2 separate regions of the Canis lupus genome follow, and region 1 is linked to region 2. The links are chromatin contacts, called in public Hi-C maps. All regions are on one chromosome and are shown on one strand. Each heading gives the region's core, a stretch centred on a gene start, on an enhancer-like site or on the middle of the called end of the contact. The rest is flanking DNA. Distances are from core to core; before and after follow the strand shown.

Region 1 (4,001 bases), core at 351-2,850, 410 kb before region 2:
TGGGACTCGATCCCAGATCCCGGGATCACGACCTGAGCTGAAGGCAGGCATCCAACAGCTGAGCCACCCGGGCGTCCCTATCCTGAAGGTTTTATTTCTTGATTTTAGGGCTTTTATCCCCCCTTATATTTTTTTTATCTCACTCCCCCGACCCCGGTTCCCTAAATTCAGATAGTCGGGAGGAGTGGAGGGAGAAGAGATGAGCAAAGGGTTGGTTAGTATATGGCCAGTCAAGTTAAGATGATTGCAATATAATCACCAGAAATTTCTGCAAAATTATAAAGCCTCCTGGAGCTAGTTCTGAAAAACTCTGACCTGAGTTGCTTCATTTTGCCTGGACCAATTCTAGAGATAGAAAAATTCTGTTAGAGGCTGGTTGGCTAGGAGAATGGGGGTAGGGTGGGGAACGTAAGTTATATTTCTGCAGGTGAAACCAAAGGATGAGGAGCCCATAGGGGCTATACACAGCGCCTGGAGAGGTCCAACTGCTGCCCTCTCCAGGGCAGGAGAGCAGGGAGCCAGCAAGAGGGTAATGTTAGGTTGGCGGGAGGGTGGCCTTCTGTAGGATGCTTTGCAATCTAAACCATCCTTAAGGCCCAATCTTGGGTAAGGCACTTCTCAACCTATTCTTCAGCCTCTTCCAAATGCTTCTGGAAAGACACCGGCTGGGTACCCAGAAGTAGGCTCTGCAGCAGCACAGTGCAAATCAGGAAACATGACCTCAATAATTATTTTGTTCGTGCAGGGCAGCTAGCTACAACCTCTACTACAAAGATTAACACCTTGCTTTACCTGAAAAAAAGTATGGTCCTGTTCAGCGTTTTCGCTGAACACAGGGCAGAGTGCTTGCCTCTCCACCAGTCAACAGGAATGTTAATCCCGAGGAAATGATTTGAGGGTTCTCCAAGCATTTCAATGCCAAAAAATGCCAAAAGCTTTTTGGCTTTTAATGCCAAAGCATGCACAACTTTTACCTGGTTGGGGGGGGGGGGGGGCCTCGAGGGAGTGCTACGTGTGTCCCCGCGCCACAAAGAGCCTGGCATTGGCAGGGTGGCAGAGGCAGCCGGCGACCTTCTAACCCGCCAGTGCGTCCTTCCCCGCAGAAGTTTGGGGAAGCAAATCCCTACGTCCAGCCATCATTTCCACCCGAGTTTTCAAAAGATCAAGAAACGGAAAGGTTGGCAAACCCCAAGGAGGAACTGCCTGGCGGGTCTGCGTTCATTGGGATCTCAGCAGCCGACGACCCCAAGTCGAATCGATCGTGGGAAACCCCAGGGAAAGAAGGCCGCTTGCAGAGGGACAGGATTACCGAGTGCAAGCTGCAGGGAAGTACCGGGGGAGGGGGCCTCGGTCGGGAGGACTTTCCAGCCGCTCAGCGTTCATCAAAAAGTTCCCTGTACATGACCCCAGTGGCTCATCGCCGGGAGTTTCTCTGATGAACCCGGCTCAGGGTTTAGGCTTCTCCCCCTTCCTCCCCCTCCCGAGCAGAGGACGGGGCCAGTTCTCTTTTCTGGTCTGACTGGCTTGGAAATTCCCCGCGCCTGACCCCGCCCCGGAGAAATCCCCTGCCAGCGTTTATAGGGCGCCGCGGCGGCGCTGGCGAGCCCACAAGAGTCGCAGCCAGCGGTCCTGCGTCCGTGACCCTGCGAGGCGAGGCGAGGCGAGGCGGCGAGCGCGCAGCCCGCGGCCGAGCGCACCTGGGCAGCAGCGCCGAGCCTTCCCGCGCCATGCTGCAGCAAGCCGAGCACGCCCAGGACTGGGCCATGGAGGGTCCCCGGGACGCGCTCAAGAAGGAGCGGCTGCTGGACGACCGCCACGACAGCGGCCTGGACTCCATGAAGGACGAGGAGTACGAGCAGCTGGTGAAGGAGCTGCGGGAGATCCGTCTCGAGCCGCAGGAGGCGCCGCGCGGCGCCGAGCCCTGGAAGCAGCAGCTCACCGAGGACGGAGACTCGTAGGTGTCTCGGGGCGGGCGGGGACGCCGCGCCTGCAGCGCGAGGCCGAGGGGCGGCAGCCGACCGGGGTGTGGGCACCGATCCCCCGTACACCCCTGGCCCCGGGACCGCGCAAAGCTGCCGGCTGCGCTGCGGGCAGCAGAGGAGGGTCGGATCCCGGGCTGGCGGTGCAGCAGCCCTGCGCTGCAGCGCGCACCCCCACCCCCCAGCCCCGGTCCGGAGCCGGTCCTGCCGGCGGGGGCGGGGCGGCGGCGGGGACGCGAAGTCCCCGCTTGCACAAGGGGGGCGGGAGCTCCTGCCCCGCGGGCGGGCGCCGGGGGGCCGGGAGGGGAAGTACAGGGCGTTCCGGCCCGGCGGGAGGGCGGGGCGGTCTGGCCGGCGCCCGCCGAGGAGGGAGGGGGCCCGGAAAGTCCCTGGGCGCCTGCCAGGAACACTCAGCTCATAATAACCTCGCGGAAAACACCGCGGCCTCGGCCTCCAGAAACCCCGGCCTTGCGCAATCCCCCGCAGCCCGCGCCTCCCTGGGCCCCACGCGATGCACTCACCAGCCCTGGGGGTTTTTCCCTCTCTTCCCCTTAGGTTCCTGCACTTGGCCATCATCCATGAAGAGAAGGCCCTGACCATGGAAGTGGTCCGCCAAGTGAAGGGCGACCTGGCCTTCCTCAACTTCCAGAACAACCTGCAGCAGGTGCGCCGGCTCGCCCAGCCCTGTGCCTCTGACCCAGTGATGAAGTTGGATCTAGCTCAGTTGCTCCCAATCCTTTCTAAATTAATAATCACTGGGCATTATGTACCTTGACCTTTTTACATTGGAATCGGCCAACGTCCTAGAGAATAAAGAAAATTCTATTGATTTGGTGAGGCCTATGATGAAAGCCCACCTGCGGCCTCTGGCATTTATCTTGCCCTTCATACCTGTCTGGGAGGAGGAGCAGCACCCACAACCAGTAGATCTCCGGAGTTCAAGGGAAGACAGACTCTTGAGTTTGGGCCATGGCTTACCCTCTTTCTATTCCCTCTTGTGTTTGTAGACTCCACTCCACTTGGCTGTGATCACCAACCAACCAGAAATTGCTGAGGCACTTCTGGAAGCTGGCTGTGATCCTGAGCTCCGAGACTTTCGAGGAAATACCCCCCTACACCTTGCCTGTGAGCAAGGCTGCCTGGCCAGCGTGGGAGTCCTGACTCAGACTTGCAGGACCCAGCACCTCTACTCCATCCTCCAGGCCACCAACTACAATGGTATGTCTGCCTGCCCTACCCTGCCCATCAGAAGGCAGGTGACATGGAGAAGGGAGAGGTAGGCCAATGTTAGGAGTCCAGGCAAGAGCTGAAACTCTGAATACTTGAAAGGTTGAGAAAATATGCATGCAAAAGGTCTGTTTCATGCCTTGATAAAGTTCATTCAGAGCCCAGATTCTGGGTTCTCCAAATTCAGAATTTATTCCCTATAAGAATAGACAGAAAGTTCTGCTTGAGATCTGAGGGTTGAAGCAAGTGGTTATATTTGCTTCATTGTTCTTCTAGGTCACACATGTCTACATTTAGCTTCTATCCATGGCTATTTGGGCATTGTGGAGCTTCTGGTGTCTTTGGGTGCTGATGTCAATGCTCAGGTGAGTTCTTCATGTCTCCAGATGGAACGCATCAGGGCTCCAGGCCCTCCTCAATAAGACCTCACATGTTCTTGTTGCAAGTAGAAATTCCAAACTCAACCATAAACATCTCAAATTCCTTTTGGTTTCAGGAGCCCTGTAATGGCCGAACCGCCCTCCATCTTGCAGTGGACCTGCAGAATTCTGACCTTGTGTCGCTTTTGTTGAAGTGTGGGGCTGATGTCAACAGAGTTACCTACCAGGGCTACTCCCCGTACCAGCTCACGTGGGGCCGCCCAAGCACACGGATACAGCAGCAGCTGGGCCAGCTGACCCTAGAAAACCTTCAGATGCTGCCAGAGAGTGAGGATGAGGAGAGCTATGACACAGAGTCAGAGTTCACAGAGGACGAGGTGAGTGTCAACTCCATCGCTCTGCACAAAGCAGTACC
Region 2 (4,125 bases), core at 555-3,054:
AAGAATCCAATTATCTAAAAATCTGTATCTAATAAAAATAAAATCACCATTTTTGATCATGATTTTAACAAAATTTTAACCTCATCAAATAGTGAGCTCTAAGGCCCTGAGGGATGACGTATCGAAGTGTTGAATAGTGATTCACACATATTGTACACCTGAAACTAGTATTACACTGTATGTTAACTGGAATTTAAATAAAAACTTAGTGAGCTCTAAGAAATACAAATATGATATATTCAGGGAAAATTTCCTGTTTTTAGCTTAACGGATAAGCTGGGATTTTGGATTGTGAGAGTGATGCTTCATTAGCACTTGTAAATTTATCCATCCTCCATGTTCCCCCTTTGAGATTATATTTGTAGGTTCTAAATTTTTCACCTGGAAAATTAAATACTTTCTAGGTAGGGAATTTTAAATTGTCACTCAAGTACAAGGCCACTTTAAATGACTGCATAATTTTTTTTGAAGAGTTTATCCAGACTAAAGAATATAGTTGGTTCTGAGAACATTTCCAAGCCTCTGTGACTTCTATATTCAGACAGTAAAGTGCATCAATTTTATTAATGACTTTTAAAACACTCAAAACATATTGTCTTCCACAAAAATTCATTTTGCTAGCTGCCATAAAAGTACGTTGAAAGAAGTTAAAAAATTATAACTCTTGCAATTTGAACAGATTCCTCACATTTTTTTCCTATGTACAAATGTCCTTAATTTCAAGATAAAAAGATGATCCCACATTATAACTATAACCATTTCACGGTATTGGTAGTTGTGTCCTTTGTTGAATGGCCGTTCTTCAAACTCACTGTCTTACAGATTCATTCTTACATGTTAATCCACAAATAAGCAAACGTCAAGGGCAGTAGCAAAAAAGACCATTTTACACAAAGCTGGCAAACATTTGGAATCACTTGTAGTTTGAAAAATTCCTTTTAATTCAAAAGTCACATTTATTATGTGAATTAAAATTAGTTTCACAAATGGAAATTGTGGATATGGGAAAGTTGCTTAGGGGAAATTTCACTAGTAAATCCACAACCTTTAAAATTCTGTGTGATTGAATCGAATGTTGATACTTTGCAAAATGTTTTCATTGGCGTATCACAAATACTACTTTTTAAAGGTGTATTTAGTTTTTAGTTTCAAATATGTGGGAGTCCTACAGGCATGATGACATTTTCTAAAAAAGACTTTTTTGGTCTTTTCCTCTGCCAAGTCTTTGGCTGAGTTGCCCTCTTTAAATATTAACGAGAACTGCTGTCAAGAAAGGTATTTTCTTTTCAAGAAGGATGTTTACACAAGCAAAATATGTTTTTAGACATGCAAATTCTTTCTGAGGAAAATATCAAAATACTTTCTATTTTTTATTCCTCACTTCTCTTCCCATCTTTAAAATAAAAGTTAAATCTTAACTGGGCTCCTTCCCCCACCGTGAAGCCAAGCGATGGTGCCAGACTTGAAGATGAAGGCTTTACTTTGTTAGCCATGTGTTTATGCAAGCCCAGCGCCTTCCCTAGATCTCTCGGCTGATAATCTCAAACATGGAGGATGCTTCTGATTCTACACAAGGGGTTGCTCCATTAATTAATAATGTAGCTCTCCCAGGCTCTCCGCCGTCTCTTCCTGTATCAGTGACAGGCTGTAAAAGTCATCGAGTAGCCAATAAAAAGGTAGAAGCGAGAAGTGAAAAGCTCCTCCCAACAGCTCTTCCTCCTTCTGAGCCGAAAGTAGATCAGAAACTTCCCAGGAGCTCCGAGAGGCGGGGAAGTGGCGGTGGGACGCGATCCCCCGCGCGGAGCCAGGCCGTGGCAGCGGGAGAAGCGGCGGCGGGCGGCGCGGCGGGGCCGGCGAGAAGCGACCCCCCGGCAGGACACAGGCTCCCCTCGCCGCCTTTGTAGTGGAAAAGGTGGAGAAGTGGCAGTCGGCGTGCTCGCAGGTGAGGGGCTCCGTGTGGTCGTCGGGAGCCGGCCGGCGCCGACAGGGAAGTGTAGGCGAGCGGGGGAACAAAGCGGAGCGGCGCCGGGGTCCGCCCGCAGCGAGCTCCTCGCGGCGTCGGGCCGGCCGGCTGCGCGCCAAGCACGTTGCGAGCCCGAGGCGGCGGCGGCGGCGGCGGCGGCGGCGGCGGCGGCGGCGGCGGCGGGCTGGGAGCCGGCGCTGGGGGAGGGGGCCGCCGCCGTTCCCGCACCGCCCGCCCGCCCGCCCGCCCGCGGCGGGGCGTGCGGCCCCATTGTGAGCCGGCCGCCGGGCGTGCGGAGGTGGGGCGCGCTGGGAGGGCAGAGGCGGCGGCTCTGCGCGCTCAATACCCCAGGAGCGGCAGGAGCGACCTCGGCTCCGGTGGCAGCCGCGGCGCGTCAGTCACACAAAAGGCAGCCGAGCTTCCCCCGGCGCGCGGACTGGCCCACGCCGCGGCCGAGCGCTCCCCACCTTACCGGCTTTCCTTTCCCTCCAATTCTGATAGGGAAGCGGGGCCGACGCGGGCGGCCGAGGGTCCGGGTGAGCCCGCGGGCGGACGGGAGATGCCGCTGCTACACCGAAAGCCGTTTGTGAGACAGAAGCCGCCCGCGGACCTGCGGCCGGACGAGGAAGTTTTCTACTGTAAAGTCACCAACGAGATCTTCCGCCACTACGAGTAAGGGCCGGGCCGCGCGCGGGGGGTGCGAGGGAGTGTGGGGACTCCCTCCCCGGCGTCCTTTTGTCTCTCTCTTCTTTTCCTCGCCTTGGGCTTCTGGCGGGGCGACTCGCAAGTGACGGCTGGCCGCGGGCCCGCGTTTCCCGGCCCCCCGAGCCCGACCCGGGGACTGCGCGGGGTCCCCGGGCGGCGCGACCGGCTGAGGCGCGCGTGGGGAGAGCGGGCCGGGGCCGCGGAAGCTGGGGTCCTCGGCCGGCCGTGGGGACCGCTTCTAGCAGCCGCTGCCGCCCGGGAGCCGAGCAGCGGAAACTCCCCGCCTCGCCCCTCCCCGCCTCGGCCACACGCGCACTCCGGGGCCAGTTCCGGGATCCCCGCCCGGCGGCCGAGGGGATCCCCGCTCGGGTCAGCGGCACGGGGCCGCCGTCCCCCGGCCCGGAGAGGGAATCCCCACCCCCGGGGGCAGGAAACGGCCGGGCCGCGCTTGCTTCCTCGGTCGAGAGTGGAGCCTGACGTTGGGGCTGCCTTAGCGCGGGGAGGGGAGGGGAGGGGAGGGGAGGGGAGGGAGGAGGGGAGGGGAGGGGGCCGAGTTGAGACTTGGGGAAGGAGCCCCCACCCCCAGCCCCCGGCGGGCCGGGGGGCAGCGGGGTCCGGGACTCGCGAGCCATCACCGGCGGCCTCTCGTCCGGTGCGGCTAGGCCTCGGAGTGTGCGACGCAAGCCTAGTGCTCTGTCACCACCTCTTCTGGGTGACTAACTCCCGGCCCCGGAGAACTCAGCGTCTCCGCCTCCGGGAGACCTTGGTGAGGAAGAAGTCGGGTTCGGGCGGGGAGGGGGGGCGGAAGGGAGGGGGAAAAAGCCGGGCACTGGGCGCACTTAGTTATCACTTTGGCGTAGCCCCAAGGGCGGCGGTGGGCGTAGGGGGAGGGGGTTAAGACAAGTTCAACTCCAGCCTCAGCCAGTCTCCTCTTTTTATCCCCCTGCGCATGTGGGCTGCCTGACATGTGCCACTCGCTATTGTTTTGATAAGAATCCGGAGCTGCTGCGTGTGTAGTTTTCACTCCTAAATTTTCAGTACCTCGCCTGGTTTATCCCAAGAGATCCACTTGTCCTGTGACACCGAACACTGGGGTGCTTTAGAGATGTGTGTTTAAACAGGATCTCCAAGTGAGAACCTAAATTGGTCGATCAATGAAACAGCCTGATCCTCCCTTTTTCTCGTGCGTTATCCTCCCTCTCCGCTCAGAAGGGGGGTCCCTTTGTGGCTTAGAAACCAAATGTTATAGCAACCAAATAACTTGTGTGTGGGAGGCACCTTATTCTGAGTGGGGGCTTACTCGAGGGAGGGCTTTCAGCAAAGTCCGCACCTGTCTGAGAAACGAGCAGCGAAGTTAGAAAAATCAGTTCCTTTGAGCTTTTAAAAGTAAGGCTTCTTTTTCTTCAGCTCCACAGAAAGAGTTACACATAAACATGTTATATCGGGAGAAGTTTTTC

The links. Hi-C and Micro-C count contacts between places; a contact is called where the count stands out from the background.
Region 1: a contact with region 2 is called in a Hi-C map of blood, with 2.4 times the contacts expected there. The contact joins the promoter of NFKBIA here to the promoter of BAZ1A in region 2. A contact is called at or near these places in 2 of 9 Hi-C or Micro-C datasets (amygdala and blood).

What each region holds. Positions count from the first base shown.
Region 1 is chr8:14,263,482-14,267,482 of UU_Cfam_GSD_1.0, reverse strand. It overlaps NFKBIA (NF-kappa-B inhibitor alpha), which reads left to right and starts at 1,600. Exons shown (of 6, transcript XM_038544496.1): 1 at 1,600-1,954; 2 at 2,535-2,643; 3 at 2,987-3,197; 4 at 3,483-3,571; 5 at 3,703-3,963. The coding sequence starts at 1,728.
Region 2 is chr8:13,854,838-13,858,962 of UU_Cfam_GSD_1.0, reverse strand. BAZ1A (bromodomain adjacent to zinc finger domain protein 1A) reads left to right here and starts at 1,804. Exons shown (of 27, transcript XM_038544479.1): 1 at 1,804-1,942; 2 at 2,465-2,635. The coding sequence starts at 2,523.